Linked DNA regions of Macaca mulatta: region 1 is linked to region 2. Evidence: chromatin contacts called from public Hi-C data. All regions are on one chromosome and are shown on one strand. The core of a region is the stretch at or near the end of the contact, and the rest is flanking DNA. Distances in the headings are between cores, read along the strand shown.

Region 1 (2,767 bases), core at 18-2,517, 200 kb after region 2:
ACGAGACTCCGTCTCAAAAAAAAAAAGAAAAGAAAAAGAAAGAAAAAGAAAAGAAAAGAAACTTTGAATCGTTCAGTTTTTTGTTTTTGTTTTTGTTTTTAAGAGACAGGGTCTTGTTTTCTTGCCCAGGCTGGAGTGCAGTGGTGGTACCATCATAGCTCAATGCAGCTTCAAACTCCTGGGCTCAAACGATCCTCCCGCTTCAGGCTCCCCAGTAGCTAGGAGCACAGGTGCATCAACATCTGAGCAATTTTTGTTTTGTTTTGAGAAAGAGTCTTGCTGTGTCACCCAGGCTGGAGTGCAGTGCCATGATAACCGCTCACTGCAGCCTCAACCTTCCAGGCTCAAGTGATCCTCCTGCCTCAGCCTCCAGAGTAGTTGGGATTACAGACACACATCACCAGACCCAGCTGTTTGTTTCTTGTTTGTTTGTTTGTTTTTTGGCAGAGACGATGTCTCACTGTGTTGCCCAGGCTGGTCTCAAACTTCTGGGCTGAAGTACTTCTCCCGCTTTCGCCTCCCAAAGTGCTGGGATTACAGGCGAGAGACACGGCGCCTGGTCGAGTTCTATTTTTTAACACAAAGGTGTATGATTTGGAGCAAGTCGATTTAATTCTCTGTGCCGCCTCAATTCTTCCCCTGGATAAACATTTCTTCCTTCCTTCAAATGTCCGTCTAGTGTCTAGTTTTGTGCTGGACACTGCTGTTGGTGCTGAGCATTAAGTGATGAACAAAACAGACAAGGTGGAGGAAGATAAATTATAAACGAGTCAATAGAGAGATGAGACACAGAAATTGCAGCTACTGTTAAAGCTATGAAGAAAATAAAACAAGGTTCTGTAACCAACTGGAGGCAGGGGTGCCGTTTATTTAGCGGTCACTGTGATGAGAAGAAGCAGAGGAGTGTCGTGACCCAAAACACTATTTCCAGTATAATAAGATCTCTTGGGCTGCCAGAGTGGAAGCAGGCAGGCCCTTAGAATTGTAGCCGTCCAGACTAGAAAAACGGTGGACTGGAACAGGGTGACAGCAGTGGACGTAGGCACTGGGTCCTGTGGCTCAGCGGGAGCAGCGCCAAAAGTTGTGCTTCCCTTTGAAAATTTGAGTCGCAGGGGCGGGATTGAGGGAGGCTGGGGTTAGCAGAGGGCGGGAGGTCAGAAGCAGGAAGAGCCTCCCCTTGGAGTGCGCGCGCGCGGTGCGGGGGCGGGATTTGGGCGAGTCCGCATGGCTGGCTCGGGCCCCGGATGAGGAAGTGCAGGGGGACCATAGAGACGAAGAGGTGGCGGCGGCCGGAGCGTCCCCGGGCTCTGTCGGCTCCGTAGGCTCAGGTAGACTTGGCGACGACTGGGCTGCAGCTGCAGAGGCTGAGCTGGCTGGGCAAGCGCGGGCCGCGGAGCAGGTCTCAGGGTAAGAGGCCGGGGACTGGAAGGCTTCGGGCGTAGCCGCCCCGCCCCACTCCGCCCTAAAGGGACCCTCCGCCGGGTGGTGCTGGCTAAAGGGGAGTCCGGGCCCCCAGCCTTCTTGGGGCGCGGAAAGGAACCAAGGCTGCCCTGTGGGCGGCGGAACGACCCAGGGAGAGGGAGGAGACCAGGCCCCGCGTCGCTAGAGAGAAAAGCGGCTTCTCCAAGTCATGGCTCCGACGCGGGAGAGAGACTCCTCTTCAACCTCGATACGACAGGGATCCCCCAACTTATCTCCTCGCAGAGGACGACGCCCCTTATCGGAGGCGTACGCTCTTTCTTAGCGCTCATCCGTTGGTCAGCAGAGGGAGACCCACTCCCGGGGTTCGAGGGGCATTCTGAACTTATCCTGAGGAGGAGTAAGAGATAACCCCTAAATGAGACCTTTCCCCCAACTTTGGTCAGCGTCCCCCAGGTGAAGAGTGAGACTCAACTTGCCTGAAAGTGACAGAGGGGATCTTTCTTCCCAGTAAGAAAGAGACTTACCTTCCTCCTTTATTTTTCACGTGTACCCCAAGATACGGAGAGGAAGACCCTGAAAATTTACTTTATGGTATCAGAAGTCAACCTTTCTCCCTCTCCCATCGCGATGTCCACAGAGGGAGCCTCGCTTCTCTTCTTCCCTTTAAGCCTCTTGGTGTGCAGTGAGCTCCTTTCCCTTGCACAATTAAGAGCATGGCTTTTGGAGTGTGATAGTTACAAACCTGGGTCTCTCACTTAACATCTTTGTGACCTTGACTATTTGTTTAACTTGTCTCAATCTCAGTCCATCTCCAATTTGGGTTCTGTTTTCTTAAAATTGTCATGCGGGCTAAGGGAGCATTTGTGTAAATACTAATTACATAGTAAGCTTTTGGTAAGCTGTTGCTGTTACTCTTAACTTCATCTGTTAAAAAAGAAAATTAATATCTTGCACCGAGAAGCATATTTTTCCATGCGTGCCCCTCCCAACCCCCATCACAAGTGTTCGAGCATCCTTTCTCACTGGAGTGGAAGACTCCCTCCCACTTAGGGGTTAGAGAAAGAGACATTTCCAGTCCCCTTAGATCCTACTGTACAATACCCCCCCCCATTAACAAAGAGAGCATCAATGAAAATAATCAAGAAAAAAAGACTTAGCTTTTGGAAACAGGTCTGTCCTCTTAAGAGAAAGGGAGACCTGATGCCAGAAGCCAGCCCTTCCTTTGTCCACAGAAGGTATCACTTCTTCCTGACTGGTTGGAGATGTCCTCTCCCACTCCCTGACTTACTGTAGTGACAAAAAATATTCCATCTGCACGTCCTTCCCACCCCCCAAGTGGGCGATT
Region 2 (2,830 bases), core at 251-2,750:
TATTTCAAATATAGATATTATAGATTCCTTTGGTTTACAAAAGGCTACCTTAACCCTCCAGAGAAGATCTATGGACACTAGTAGCTAGCTGCAGGAAAGCATTTTACAAGCCTACTAGAAAGCCAATCTTTTTCTCTACTCAAACTAGATTTTGTTCTGGTAACATCTCTCCATTCTTGCCTTTTTCCCCCATTTCAAGTTGCTTCAGGTTTCTGATTGTTTCAGAACGCACCTTCTAGCCATTTTTCCTTCACCTCCATTCCCCTTCATTTAAACCTTGTCCCTCCTTTCTTTTCACCACATTTATTTCCCAAAGGGCTCCTAACACTGCAGTCTTTACGTCTCACTTAAGAGGGTGAGCAACCACTTCATGAAAATGTGTGGCGAGGCCTCAGCCTGCATAATCCCAGCACCACTCAGTAACTGGGGAGGAGAGTTTTAAGTGTGACCTGCTGTGGACAGAGGCAGCTTTATCCCAAAGAAAATTAAGGTTCGGGATCCCTTCCAAGGAAATGCATTCAGTCAGCCCCATTTCTGTACAATATGCAAAAATTATATTTTAGATTTTCTTTTAAAGGACCCCCTGAACTACATGAAGTTCAGCCTCCAGACCTAGACGGCCCCCCGGTTTGGAAGAAAACCTCCTGCCTCACCAAAACAGCATGCTAATAGTGCTGAAGTCAAGATCACCCACAAATCAACATACGGGCAACAGTGTTGCTGGTCTCCAAACACACCCAGTTGTGTGTAACAAGGACACCACAGGAAAGGCAACTCTTCAAGTACCTTTCTTACCTGAACAATCCTAAATATTAGCCCCAACTACATATTTTGTCTGACATTAAGGTCAACAGCCTTCAAATGAGCTTTCCAAATGACTTAAGATTTTAGGGAGCCTTTGTATTTGCAGTTTTTTCGCAACTCCCTCCAAAAGGCCAGCAAAGGATACATTTACTATAGTCATGGGCAGTAATTCTCAGACTTAAGCCAGCTAAAAATCGCCTGTGAGAGCTGGTTACGATGCAGATATGAGTCTCACCCCCGAATTTCTGCATCTGTAGGTCTAAGGCGGGGTTCAAGGGGCTCCTCCCAGGTCTCAGGAGGTTGTACACTGAACATAGCAGGATGGTGGCCGCAGCTGTAGTTCTATCACTGTGTGACCTTGACACAGTGAGAGGAAATACTCATTTAGAGAAAACGTAAAATAACGTGAAGAGTGAGTGAGATGGTAACCGGAACTCAGAAATGCAGGTGGTGTGTGACCCACGGTATTTTGCTAGGGTGTGGCTGGGCACGACTCCTCCACCGGAGAAGAAGCTGCAGAATCGATTTATGAGGGTCTCGGGAATGCAAAGGCACACAGATTAGTCTCACCTAGAAGTCACGTTTCATTTTAATCTCCAGGCAGACAGCGCAGCAGCAAACCTGGGGCTGTGATGGGCCCCACACCCTCCGCCCCCTCTCTCGCCCTCGTCCACGCCTAGACTGCAGGAAAGGGGTCTTCGCACACAAAGCCAGACCCCCAGGAGTGGGAAGATGAAACCAGAACAATTCGAACAAGCAGAGCAAAACAGATCGGAATTACAGACTTCAGGACGTAGCAGAGAAAACCAGCTGAGACAGGGCGCCACTCACTAGGTGATTCTTTATTCCAAGTCGGGGAACGGAGGAAGACGAGAGGGGGGGCCCCCGGGTCCGGTGAAACGCTCTAGTAGGAGGAATGCGGCTCCTTCACGACCCCTAGGGCACCCTTTGCCCCCGCCCGGGATCCGAACTAAGATGTGGCGACCCCGGCCCGCCCGCCCCCAACGGGGCTGCCGCCGCGACCCCGAGATGCACCCTCCCGGATCCCCCAGCCCGGGCCCAGCCTCAGGAAGTGGCGGGGCGCCCAGCGGGAGCGGGAAGCGCGGGCGGCCACGCCCAGCCGGGTCGTGGGGTCGCCCATGGCCGGGAGGGGAACGCCGCCCGCGGCCATCCCCGTCCCTCCCCAAAGCCAGGCCTCCCCGGCCAGCCGCCTGGGCTCCCGGCGCGCTCACCGCCTTCATGGCGGAGGCCATGTCGTCGTAGCGCTCCGCCTGCTCGGCCAACCGCGCCCGCTGCAGCAGCTGCTCCCGGTCCCCCATGTCGCTCGCGGCTCGGCCTCGCTTCGCGCCTCACGCCGCTGGCTCGCTTGCCCGCCCGCCGGTCAGTCCGCTCCCCGGTCGCTGCGGAGGCCGCCGCCGCGCACGCGCACTGGCTCGCCGGCCGACCCGGAGGCTGCAGGCTGCAGGCAGCGCCGCCGCTCGCGCCCTCTCGCTGGCTCGCCCCGCGCGCTGTGGCTCGCGCCGCGGACACCGCCGAGGGAGGAGAGGCGGTCGCGCTGGGGGATGGGAGGACGAAACGACGCCTGCGCAGTGAGAGTGGCCAGGCCGGGCGGCGGGGAGCGGCTGGAGTGGGAGGGGGGAAGGGCGGGCCGGCCCTAACGGTCTATTTCAAGGTGACGTCACCTACTATAAATAGCCACCGCCGCCGCCGCCCCGCTTGAAAGCCGCGCAGGCGCTCTGCGAGTGCTGCATTTTACCGCCGCAGAGATGGAGGTGGAGAAGGGAAAGCCAGGCAGGAGACTGCGGAGCCGGAGGAGGCGGCGCGGTGATGGCGGCTGCACGGGGAGTGCATTGTCATAGCGCCACCCTGAAACGCACCACTTCAACCACGTTAGCGATGTGGCTTGAGAAGGGCCCCAAAAGCAAGCAAACCTACCCGCGGAGAAGCCGGGAGGCCGCGTGCCCCAAGGGGCGGGTCAGCCCAGCCCCGCCCCGCCCCAGCCGTCCCGCCCGCCCCGAGCCCTGCC

The links. A called contact is a pair of places that touch in the nucleus more often than the background predicts.
Region 1: a contact with region 2 is called in a Hi-C map of cortical neurons, with 3 times the contacts expected there. The contact joins the promoter of PRR14L here to the promoter of YWHAH-AS1 in region 2. A contact is called at or near these places in 2 of 14 Hi-C or Micro-C datasets (cortical neurons and fetal cortex germinal zone).

What each region holds. Positions count from the first base shown.
Region 1 is chr10:19,758,478-19,761,244 of T2T-MMU8v2.0, forward strand. It overlaps PRR14L (proline rich 14 like), which reads left to right and starts at 1,268. Exons shown (of 7, transcript XM_077949887.1): 1 at 1,268-1,407.
Region 2 is chr10:19,557,982-19,560,811 of T2T-MMU8v2.0, forward strand. YWHAH-AS1 (YWHAH antisense RNA 1) reads left to right here and starts at 1,501. Exons shown (of 4, transcript XM_015150105.3): 1 at 1,501-1,638. YWHAH (tyrosine 3-monooxygenase/tryptophan 5-monooxygenase activation protein eta) reads right to left here and starts at 2,228. Exons shown (of 2, transcript NM_001266591.1): 1 at 2,037-2,228. The coding sequence starts at 2,123.